2 separate regions of the Mus musculus genome follow, and region 1 is linked to region 2. The links are chromatin contacts, called in public Hi-C maps. All regions are on one chromosome and are shown on one strand. The core of a region is the stretch at or near the end of the contact, and the rest is flanking DNA. Distances in the headings are between cores, read along the strand shown. Region 1 has its middle 46 kb from the start of Gm24318. Region 2 has its middle 41 kb from the start of Api5.

Evidence for each region. Hi-C and Micro-C count contacts between places; a contact is called where the count stands out from the background.
Region 1: a Hi-C map of cerebellar granule neurons shows a contact between it and region 2, with 1.7 times the contacts expected there. The contact joins two enhancer-like sites. A contact is called at or near these places in 4 of 484 Hi-C or Micro-C datasets (the 63-12 cell line, cerebellar granule neurons, cerebellum and 1 more).

Annotation. Positions count from the first base shown.
Region 1 is chr2:94,664,638-94,670,659 of GRCm38.p6, reverse strand. No RefSeq gene overlaps it. Among named protein-coding and RNA genes, the nearest start is that of Gm24318, 46 kb to the right of the region's middle. Within about 2 kb of position 4,614, at least 2 of the 459 cell types and tissues checked have an H3K27ac peak or open chromatin away from gene starts, as enhancers often do. A contact at or near this core is called in cerebellar granule neurons and cerebellum, where this site is marked.
Region 2 is chr2:94,476,038-94,482,640 of GRCm38.p6, reverse strand. No RefSeq gene overlaps it. Among named protein-coding and RNA genes, the nearest start is that of Api5, 41 kb to the right of the region's middle. Within about 2 kb of position 4,175, at least 6 of the 459 cell types and tissues checked have an H3K27ac peak or open chromatin away from gene starts, as enhancers often do. A contact at or near this core is called in cerebellar granule neurons and cerebellum, where this site is marked.

The DNA.
Region 1 (6,022 bases), core at 3,365-5,864, 190 kb before region 2:
TTCCAGTTAGTCATTAAGGAAATCCAAGAGGCTCTCAAAACAATAGAGGCTATTGCTGTTGACTTTGTTTGCCTCCCAGAGGTTGAATATAAATCTCTATTGCTAAAGACACTGTGTAATTTGGACACAAGATTCAGAAGATATGAGGTGGATCTGACCTGAGAGCATTTGCCCCTGAGAGCTGCCAATGAGAGAAGTGGTCAATGGTCCTATCTAGCTATGACATCCTGTAAGTTACTCCTAAAGATGCAAGAGTGGCACTCATGTCTTAATGGTAACCAACAGCTGTCTAATGAACTTAAAACCTGATCAACAAGAGGGGAATTATGCTGTTATTGAAAACCTAGTCAACTATCAAGGACTAGTGAGATTATGAATCTTAAAGGAGAACCACAATTACCACTTTACTATATCAGTATAGTTACTAGCTGCATTCTAAATACTTATCTTTTTACCCATAGTTATGGGTAGCTTTCACTCCTACCAAAGAAGCTTATTTTTACAACACATGGAGACCATCATAGACAACCACACTGGTCAAAACACAGAGAACAACTTAATGTAGGCTATCCAACCCCAGAGATAGATCCACAAAACACCTTCTGCACCTAAGGTTCAGGGGACATTGAAGAAGAGGAAGTGAAAGATTTTTCCAGAAAGTAGGAGTGGGTGGGTTGGGGAGCAGGATAGGGGGAAGGTATAGGGGACTTTCATGATAGCATTTGAAATGTAAATGAAGAAAATATCTAATAAAAAATAAATAATAATAAAAAAGATGTTGAACCAGACAGAAGTCTGATATGAGGTTGTGTCTCCTAGAAATAACAGGGGAGCTACACTCACTTTGACAATACAGCTGTCTTAAGAAGACTCAAGCAATGACAACACCAGTAGACATGCTATCATGGAAGGGGTAGATCTTATAGTTAGTCACCATTAAAGAACTATAGGCTAAGAGAAGGAGAATTGTCTTCCACTGAGATGAGTACCCTAATTGGCTATAAATACCAAGTGGTTAACCCAGAAAGCAGAACACACAGGCAACACTAAACAGACTAAAACAGCAGCAGGTTGTATTTAAATATTATGCACCTATATGTGTGTAACATTAAGAATTAAAGAAAAGGAAGCCATGAATTTAAGAAGGAATGAGTGGGGATAACATGAGAGAGTTAAGGAAAAGAAAAAGAGGATAAATGAAGTAACTATATTTTAATTAAATTGTGTTATTATTATTATCATTATTATTTTATTATTCACTATACATCCCACTTACTGTACCCCTACTGGTTATCCCATTCCAAAATCCTTCTCCTCATCCCCTTCCTCTGTCCTCTGAGCGGGTGGGGATGCTCCTGGTTATCCTCCTACCCTGGCAAGTCAAGTCTCTGTGAGGCTATGTTCTAGCCCAGTTAGAAGAATATATTCCATGTACAAGGAACAGCATTTGGGATAGCCCCCACTCCAATGCTTCTTTATTGATTCTATTTCCACTTTCAGGTCTTGCATAGTTTATGATTTTCCTTCAACTGTTTAATTGTATTTTCCTGTATATCTTTGAAAGGTAATTTATTTCCTCTTTAAAGAACTTTACCTGTTTGGTTGTATTTTCCTGTATTCCTTTAAAGGATTCATTTATTTCCTCCTTAAAGGCCTCTATCATCTTTATAAGATTGAATTTAAGGCTATTTTCTTGTGCTTTGGTTGTGTTAGGATATCTAGGGCTTGCTGTAATAGGGTAGCAGTGCTCTGAAGATGTCTTATTGCCCTGGCTTTTGTTGATTGTGTTCTTTCAAGGGTCTTTAATCATCTGGATGGCTTTGGTCCCTAGATGTTCCTGTTGTAGTAGGTATTGGGAGGGGAGTTGACCTTGATGGTCCTGATATGACAAGCCTCTGATGGGGAAGTATCCTTAGGCTGTATGGTTCTGGATCTTCAGGTCAGTGTGGTATAGGATTCACAGGTCTGTTTGGTTCAGGATCTGTAGACAGATGAAGATGTGCAGAGAAGTGGTGGAATAATTGAAGACTGCCTAGCAGGCTGCTCAGGACAGCTTGGCTTGCCCATAGGACTCAGTGAACAAGGAAGATGTGTAAAAGAAGGGAATCTTACTTGAATGATTCTAGGTCCATATGTCTCATGAAGGTGGGTGGAAAGGTGGGGGGAGGAGAATAGATGTGCCCATGAAATAACAGACTGTTCAAGTAAGATCTGCTTGCTCCAGAGGACTCAGCAAGCAAGGAAGATAGGTGGTAGAAGGGAAGCTAATCTGTATGGTTCAAGATCCACGGGTCTGATAAATGTAGGCAGAGAGGTGAGGGGTAGATTATTTTAATTAATTTTAAGATTAGAAACTGTGAAAGGAGATAGTGATCAGGTGTCAGGAGGAGGTGACGTGGGAGAGTGCTGGGAGTGAGAATGAAAATTGGTAGGGGACATCTCTGGTGACTTAGCTGGAGGCCTACAACAGGGGAGAATACAGGGTGTCTATGGGGGTGACCCTAGGTAAGATTTGTTCAAACAGGGTATATAGAGACTGAAGTGGCTACCTCCTGTAGCCAGGCAGGACTTCCAGAGGAGGGAGGGGAACATCAACCCATCCACAAAACCTTCAAATCAAAATTGTTCCTGCCTACAAGATGTGTAGGGAAAAAATGGAGCAGAGACTGAGGGAACAGCCAACCAACCACTGCCCCAACTTGAGATCCATTCCCTGTGAGACAGCCAATCCCCGATATTATTAATGATATTCTGGTATACTTGAGGACAGGAATCTAGAATAACTATATCCTGCTGAGAGGTTTCATCTGGCAGTAGTTTGAGGCTTATACAGAGACCCACAGCCAAACATCAGGCAGAGCTCAGGAAGTGGTGTGGAAGAGTGAAGGATAGAATTGGGCAAGCAGGAGAGGACAGGGACACCACAATAAGACTTACAACATCAACTAACCTGGGTCCATATAGACAGGGCCACCAGCCAGAGGGTATGCAGGGGCTGCACCCAGGCACCCTACACATTTGTAGCAAATGCCTTGCTTGGTCTTCATGTAGGTCCCCTAAAAAGTGAAGTCTGTCTCAGTCTTTTTTCCCTGACATTGGATCGCCTTCCCCCTACTTGGACTGCCTGCTTGGGCAACAGTGGCAGAGTGTGGGGCTGTGAGAGGCAGCCTGTTATAGTTGAACGAGGCTTGTTCCAGTGACCCAGTAGAGACCCAGTAGAAAACACTACAAGGGATAGAACAGTGAGCCACGTTCCCAGAGTCAGGTGCCTGACACCACAGAGCCCTCTGCCCCGACAGACCCTTCTAGCTTTTAGAGTCTCAGATGAGAAATCAGATATAATTCGGACAGGTCTGCCTTTATGTTACTTGGGTTTTTTCCCTTGCTGCTTTTAAAATCCCTTCTTTGCTCTGTATGCTTAGTGATTACTATGTAATGGGAGGGTTTTCTTTTCTGATCCAATCTGTTTGGTGTTCTGTAAGCTTTTTGTACCTTTATAGGCATCTTTGTTTAGGTTGAGAAAATTTTATTCTATAATTTTATTGAAGATGTCTTCTGGGCCTTTGAGCTGGGAATCTTTACTCTCTTCTCTTCCTGTTTCTTAGGTTTGTACTTTTCAGTGTTCTAGATTTCCTGGAAGTTCATGCCATAGGCTTTCTAGGTTTTGTGTTTTCTTTGACTGATATTGATTTATTCTATCATATTTTCACCTGAGATTTGCTCTTCCATCTCCTATATTCTGTTGCTGATGCCTATCTCTGAAGTTCCTGTTCTCTTTCCTAGGTTTTCCATCTCCAGGATTGCCTCAGTTTGTGTTTTCTTTATTGCTTCCATTTTCTTTTTCAGGCCTTGGACATTTTTATTCATATTCTTCACATGTTTAATTGTATCTTCCTGTATTTCTTTATATTTATTTGCTTGATTTTTTTTCCAAGACAGGGTTTCTCTGTGTATCTCTGACTGTCCTGGAACTCACTCTGTAGACCAGGCTGGCCTTGAACTCAGAAATCCGCCTGCCTCTGCCTCCCAATTACTAGGATTAAAGGCGTGCGCCACCACTGCCTGACTTGCTTCTTCTTTTAATGTCTCTGAATGTATTTTCCTGGGTTTTTTGTTTGTTTGTTTGTTTTTGTTTTTGTTTTTGTTTTTTTAGTATAGAATAGAGTTTATTCAGGGCATGGGGAGGGGTGTCAAGAGGCAGAGAAAGGCATACATAGAGAAAGAATAGAGAAGTAGAGGAGTAGAGGCCAGCCCTGAGCATATGGAGGTGTGGGGGGGGGGGTGAGTGGGGAGATGGGGGAAGGGGTGAGGGGACAGAGCAAGATCAAAAAGGCAAGAGCTTCCTGTTTCCTTAAGGGATTTGTTTCCTCTTTAAAAGCCTCAATCGTCTTTATAAGATTATATTTAAGATCTTCTTGTGTTTCGGTTTTATTAGAATATCTAAGGTTAGTTGTAGCAGGATATCTGGGCTCTGGTAGTACCATATTGCCCTGGGTTTTGTTGACTGTGTTCTTATGCTATCCTTTAGGCATGTGGTATTCCCTAGTGTTGGCTAGATAATCCTGATGGCAGCAGGAGTTCTCTGGAAGGTGTGTTGAGCCATAGCCCAGACACTCTGCTGGCTGTCCGAGGCAGACCAGCTGGGGTAGCAGATGGATCCAACTAGGATGGATGGTCAGGTAAGGTTCCAAGCTAGTTGGTTTTAGGGTTGGCAAAGGTTTCCATGGGTAGGGGGACAGGATGCTTTTGGGGTCCTGCAAGTTTTCTCAAGACTGGGGAGCAAGGCCAGAGCTAGACAATGGGGCTCCAGGGACTCCATGCACCACTCCCTGCCTTTAATGGGATCTTACTCTGACTTCCTCTGCAGTTCCATAGTACGTTGTTCTAAAACTCCGAGTTCTCACTGCACCTGGTCATAGACAGCCACCATGAGGCTTCCTCTATTATTAGGTTGAACAAGGCAAGGGAAACCATGATTTTTGATGTTAAAAAAACTGGTACAAATTCTAGTTTTGTATGTTCTTACCTGTATAAGCTGGGTCAAATTAGTTAACCTCTATGAGTTTGATTTGTCTCATTGAAAACTCATTGACAAAATCCAACACAGATTTGACAAAATCCAACACCCATTCATGATAAAAGCCTTAGAAAGATCAGGAATTCAAGGCCCATACCTAAATATGATAAAAGCAATCTACAGCAAACCAATAGCCAACATCAAAGCAAATGGTGAGAAGCCAGAAGCAATCCCACTAAAATCAGGGACTAGACAAGGCTGACAACTTTCTTCCTAACTATTCAACATTGTACTTGAAGTCCTAGCCAGAGCAATTCAACAACAAAAGGAGATCAAGGAGATACAAATTGGAAAGGAAAACATCAAAATATCATTTTTTGCAGATGATATGATAGTATATATAAGTGACCCTAAAAATTCCACGAGAAAACTCCTAAACAGGATAAACAGCTTCAGTGAACTAGCTGGATATAAAATTAACTCAAACAAGTCAATGGCCTTTCTCTACACAAAAGATAAACAGACTGAGAAAGAAATTAGGGAAACAACACCCTTCTCAGTAGTCACAAATGATATAAAATACCTTGGTGTGACTCTAACTAAGGAAGTGAAAGATCTGTATGATAAGAACTTCAAGTCTCTGAAGAAAGAAATTAAGGAAGATCTCAGAAGATGGAAAGAACTCCCATGCTCATGGATTGGCAGGATCAATATAGTAAAAATGGATATCTTGCCAAAAGCAATCTACAGATTCAATGCAATCCCCATCAAAATTCCAATGAATTAGAAAGGGCAATCTGCAAATTCATCTGGAATATCAAAAAACCTAGGATAGCAAAAACTCTTCTCAAGGATAAAAGAACCTCTGGTGAAATCACCATGCCTGACCTAAAGCTGTACTACAGAGCAAATGTGATAAAAAACTGCATGGTACTGGTATAGTGACAGACAAGTAGACCAATAGAATAGAATTGAAGACCCAGAGATGAACCCACACACCTATGG
Region 2 (6,603 bases), core at 2,926-5,425:
AGGACACAATCACCGGGTAGAGGTCTATCCCATTGCTTCTGGAAAGCTGTAACTACAAACATGCAGAAAAAGGTTTGCTCTCTTGGGGAGCCAGTAACATTTCTTTAAGATAAATGTTATGTTCTAAGAGTCACTATGAAAAAGAAAAAAAACAGTGTCCCACAATCTCACCAATGCTGTAAAGTGTTAATGTCTGTTTGAGGCCTTGGGCCATTTTGTAGGATGGACCAATGAAAGGACTCATCTCCAGAAATGGAAATCCAGGCCACCAACCATGAAGAAACTCAGCAGGAAGAAAGATGATACAATTTTGAAACTCAAGGATTGGCAGAGCCGTTAAACTGTGCCACACAGTGAGGCTCCTTTGCAGAAGGGGCCAATCCAGTGAAATGCTCCCAGCTAGCCTTTGTTGTCTCATGTTTAGGTAAGTGGCTGAACTGAAAGGCCACAAATCCCCTCTGAAGTTGTCTCAGAGGTGAATACGTGTCAGGTGAAGAAAAATGTTAGAGGAGAAGGAGCCGGGCTCCCACTTGCAGGGCTCCATCAGTTTCTCCACCCAGCAGCCATTTGGTTTCCGTGAGCATATGCACCCTTCTCCTCCTGTCCACATACAAACGCCAACCATGAGGTTTGTGTGGAGGTAGCTTCCCTCTCCTGCTTACCTCAGTCAGTTCTAGACTAAATTCTAGAATCAAGCATGGACGATGATAACATCCCATCCTCCAGACTAAACCTGATTGGCTCAGGGGAAAGCCACCTGACTCCTCCCATCATATCTAGGTAACCAGAAAACTCCCAAGGCTTGAGGCTATGGAGTGTGACATCAATACCTTGTTCCTGGAGGATCTGCAGGGCATAAAACAGTGCTGCCATTGCATGTGGAAAGCGTAGGGCAAGCTTCCAGATGAAAAGACTTGGTTCTTCTGGTCAGAATAAAACTCCAGCCAGGAGGAACAGCACACACCTGTGGTCCCGGCACTGAGGAGGCTGAGGCAGGAGGATCGCAGGGCCAAGCCTAAAGTGGGTCATATAGTAAGAGCCTGTCTCTAACAAAATGGAAAAGTAAGAGGGGGAGGAAAGTCAAGAAAAGGAGGGGTATGGGAAGGTGCTATGCACACTCTAGTCCTTGTTCTGGTCCAGATTTGTGTGGTCTGTTTAGCCAACTTTCCTGTGATCTCACAGGCTTAGAAACCCTCCTTTCTGACTAATTGTACTTTTGACACCTAAAAGCAAAAGGATTATGATTGACATTTCCCTAAATCCTGAGTAAAAGCCTATCAACATCTTTACAAGTTGTATGAGGTTTAGGTTGGAGCAGTGGCTCCGTGGTTAAGAGCAGCAGTGGCTGCTCTTGGAGAAGATTCGGCTTGGGTTCCCAGTACCAGAATGGGTTCACAATCCATAACTCCAGTTCCAGGAAATCCAACAGCCTCTTCTGGCCTCCACAGGCACAGAAGAATACAGTCTATAGGCACTGAGTGTATATATTGTATATACACACAGACTTATGCACATAATTACACATACAAACAAAACTTTGTAATAATTTTTTTAAATTTGTGGATAGGAAAGCATTGAGTCCACCTTCAGAACCCTTTCTGGGTGGGCGAGGTGGTTCTGTGGATGAAGATGCAGCCTGTGTGGCTGACCACTGAGGGACCCGTGTGGTAGAAGGAAAGGAATGTCCTTTTATTTCCACAGGCGCACCACGGCACACTCATTCACACACACACACACACACACACACACACACACCCCACAAAGTAAATAAGGAAAATGTCATTTAAATCTCAAGCCTTCTTAGCTGCTTTTATGAAAGAGGAGATGATGAGCTAACTGTCTCTAAAGTAAAGCCTCTAGGGACCAGCAGAGTCCCAGGCTTGCTCTTCAGTTCCTGATTCATCATTGAGCAGCCCCTCCAGTCTCTTCTAGCGCAGACTTTGCCCATTTATAAAATAAAGGAGCAGATGACAAGACTTCAGAGACCCTTTCAAAACCAGAAGAGTCTAGATTTAAGTTTCACTTTCTCAAAGTCAATTGCTTCTGAGCTATCAAGATTTGTCGATATTTGTCTGGCGTCGAGTATTGTTTTCTAAACTCCTCCTTCCTAGTCTCCTTTATTTTGGACTGGAAGCTGACAGACACTGGGCTGGCATCTGAACCTCTCCCATCCTTTCTTCAATTAAATCCAGCACTTCCTGGAAAGTAGCCTAGGCAGCAGAGAAAGGATTAACAAGCCTTGCTTAACGCCATGATAAGACTTAATGGAGGAACAGCATGCTCGGATGGCTTCTCTAGAGAGAAAGGAGTTTAACAGGAAAAAGAGATTCACCTGGCTGGCTAAAGACACCTATGCCTATGAGAAGAGGGTGCAGAGACTAGCCTGGGGTTGTACTCACTGATGAGAGTCGTCAGTAAGGGCACTTGGAATGTGCTCGTACCAATCTGTAGGGAGCAGATGTCACCTGGAGCTCAGAGCCCGGGATTTGAGCCAAGGTTGAAGAAGGAGTCAGGAAAAACCGTAGTGACAAATCAGTCGAGCCAGCGGCCGTGTCAGCGCTAAGATGGCATGCTTGCTTCCCGACTTCGCAGCCAGCTTTGCTGTGAGAAGACTTGGAAGGAAGGAGAAAGGAAAATGGCACGTGCCAAGCAAGCAGACAGCGGTGGCCTGCCACAGAAGAAAAGCGCGTTTAATCACAGCCCCCATACTTTCTCTTACTGACTAACGGCAGAGGGAAGCGCCTAATGAAGTTACTGCTCTGCTGACTGAATTTGTGATTTTTGGCTTGTAAACATCCACTGTTGAGCGCTCACTTGTTTACTGAAGCTGCCTGGTAGAGGCGGATTCCACAGTTAGCTCATTCATCCATCGAATCTAGCTGAACACTGAAAGTCAACTAACCAAGGCGAACGGGCTTTGGTTGTATGAACACCCCAGGCCAGAGGGTATTAATAAATCTAAAGAAGAACAAATGTCGGCGATAGTGAAGAAGACAGAACTATCTACAGCAGAAAAGAAGGCAGGAAAAGACAGATAAAACCACTCGGGTCCTAACCCACAGCCCCTACTGCCATATCTTGAATGTCACACCTCATTCTTGCCCTTCTGACCTTCAGGGCTACTCTCAGCACAAATCACAGACTTTAAATCTACCCTTAGCAGGTTCACCCAATGGTGCATCACTTGCAGTCACAGGACCCCAGAGTGCCGCAGAGGTCAAAGAGAACAGATGAGAATCGAGTCTACTTTGTAGGTGGGAATTGAATCTGCTTCATTCCAAGGGCTGGAACTCTGAGAAGACAATGGATTAACAGCCTGAAAATCTCATCTGCCTCTGACAGATTCTACAGGAAATAGGATTAGAGAGGGCCAACAGCAGAGCGCTCACCCCTGTGCTCTGGTGGTCAGCCATCATCTTGAGACTTGGGGTGTCTGTGCCTCTCTGGTTCTCAGCACTGTGCTTTCCCTTGGCTCTATAGATGTCTGGACCTGGGCACATCATGAAACACTGAGCCAAGTTTGTTTCTGATGGTTCTCAACCTTCAGGGGCCCCTAGACTGGGATAAGGTTAATGCAGAACAGACCCGAACAGTATGTCCTGCACTCCTACAACCTAAGTGTGAACGGGTGTCTTTATTAGATGAGCCGGCCCATCAACCAACACTGCGATCAAATATGTTAGAGAAATGTGTTGGCTTGTTTTTCCAGAAGTGTTTTTTTTTTTTAGAAGCAGGTGGCCCCATTGGAAGATAAGTTCACCTGTGTCCTCAGAGCCCATGGCTACACCCCACCTCCAGAGGCTACAGCTGCTGCCTTCTGCATGAGTCAGCTGGGATGTAGCATGCAGCAGGCAGTGAGGGAGCCGGGAGCACTTTAAGGCGTTGGGAGGGGGGAGCCAGGAGAAAGCTAACTAATAGCTTGCAAGCGTGTCTTCTAAAGAGTGTGTTAACCAAACAAGCTGCCATCCCCTAATCCCTCCCACTCCTGCCTGAATGTACACTAATTGAAAATTAAGTTTTCAATTTGAAACCATTTTCTAATTCTGTCTCATTCAGGAGCAGTTAGAGCCCCGGTGTTCTCCTGAATTCCCAACGTGCTTTTCCTGCACTCCCTCAGGAAGGCAACAAAAGCGGCTTGTCAACACATAACCGAGAGCAGCAGGTGGAGAGCAGGAGTCATGGGTGGGAGCCAAAGACAGGAGGCCTGACCCTCCCTCCTAGGACTCCTGCTGACCTGGGCTGGACAGGAAATGTGCTTCTCTGGCCTCCATCTACCCAGTTTGCCAGAGTTGCAGGACAGTAAATGGAACTCTGTCATCATCCTTTGTCTAGTAGGTTAAGAAAGCCCAAGGCAATAAGAGAATTTCCTTGTGGGCAGGTTAATCCTGGAGCCCTGTTCTCTAAGGCTCACTAGCCCTGGTGACTGACCTATTTAAAAGCAAAAGGACAGCAGCTTAATGGGGGCTGGGGACTAAGTTCCTTTGGACTCAGATACTTAAAAAATGAAAACAAAATAAGTTCATTAGTTACTTTTCTCGTTGCTATGACCAAATCCCTGACCAAGGGCAACCTAATGGAGGAAAAATTTGCTTTGGCTTATAGTTTAAGAAAGCCCACCATCCTTCATGGCAGGAAGGCACAGTAACGGGAGCAGGAGGGAGCTGGTGATGTTGCAAGAAGCAGAGAGCAGTCAGGAAATGGGGCTAAGCTGGTGTCTTAATTGGGTTTTATTTCTGTGAAGTGACACCATGATCATGACAACTCTTATAAAGGAAAACAGATACCTGGGTCTGGCTTACAGTTTCAGGGGTTTAGTCCACACAGTCATGGCGGGAAGCATGACAGCAGCAGGCAGAGAACTGGCCTAAGCTTCTGAGACATCACAGCCCACTTCCTCCAACAAAGCCACACCTACTTTAACAAGACCACACCCCCTAAGGGTGCCACTCCCTGTGGACCAAGCATTCAAACACATGAGTCTATGGGGGTCATTCCTATTCAAGCCACCACATTCCACTCTCTGGCTCCTGTAGGCTTGTAGCCATAATAATGCAAGATGCATTTAGTCCAACTGCAAAAGACCCCCATAGTCTATCACGGTCTCAAACTTGTTTAAAAGTACGATAATCAAAGTCTCTTCTGAGATTTATGCAATCTCTTATCTGCAGTCCATTCTAAAATCACATTTTAAAAAGCAGACCACATAGTTCCAGCATATAATAGCACAGGGTACGCATTACTCTTCTATAAAGCGGGGAAGGAAGCACAGGAAAGAAATGCTGGACCAATGCAAGACCAAAACCCAGCTGGGCAAACTTCAAACTCTGCATGTCTGATGTCAAAGCACTCCAGATCCCCAGCTCCCTTCAGCTTTATTGACTACAACACACTGCTCTCTCTCTCTCTCTCTCTCTCTCTCTCTCTCTCTCTCTCTCTCTCTCTCTCTCTCTCTCCAGCACCATGTCTGCCTGGACGCCATCATGCTTCCCACCGTGATGATGATGGACTGAACCTCAGAATCTGTAAGCCAGCTCCAACAAATGTGTCCTTTCTAAGAGTTGCATTGGCCATGGTGTCTCTTCACAGCATCTCTTCACAGCAATGGAAGCTTCAACTAAAACACCAGGCTTTATCTTCATTGCTTCACACATTGGCATCTCTAGGCCTCCAAGCAAGAACACCCCTTCCACATGCCTGACCTCAACAGTTTTTCTTAGTCATGGAAGGAGAGTCCATAACCACTTTATTCTATCCTTGACTCTAAAGCCAGAACCACATGGCTGAAGCTGCCAAGTTCTGATGCTTCCTGAGGCTGGAACATGACCCCCTTTTTCAATTACATCTTTACCGGCTTTCTGTTTTCTTCATTAACTAAGCTTGGCTGGCCTGGAATTTGCTCTGTAGACCAGGATGGCCTTGAATTTAGAGACCCTCCTGCCTCTGCCTCCTAAGTTCTGAGATTAAATGCATGTGCACTAAAACACAGCCCTAGGCTTTTCATTAATTCTTTTTCACATGTTGGAAGCTTAGCTGAGTAGGATCTTGCCTTGTGATCACCAATCCTTTTATTCCATTTAACATCAGGATTTTTAAAACCTATTTATCTCCTTAAACACAGGATTTAGCTCCATTTTATTTACTTTTCCCCTCAAGCTGCACATTTGGTATCTTTCCTTGCCCAGTTCACTCTCCTTCATTTTAGAACTGTATAGGAGTGAACACCAGTAACCACACGACAGAGTCAATACCAGGCTGCTTTGAGACTTCCCCTGCCAAACCAATTAATCCCAAACTCTTTAATGTATCCTCAGGAAGACTTTCTGAATAAAGGCAGAAAGCAGACATATTCTTTACCAAAACATCACAAAAACAGTCTCTAGCCTACATACTAACACCTGTCTCCTCCGAACCTCTTGAGTCAGGTCCCCACAATTCAAGTCACCCTCAGCACCACTGTCTTCCATGCCCCTACTAAGATGGTGCATTAAGCCCCACTTAAAACATTCAACTGCTTTTCTAATACAAAGTTCCAAAGTCCATATTCCAAACAGAAGTATGATCAGGCAAGCCTATCCAGTAATACCCCACCCCTGGTATCAACTT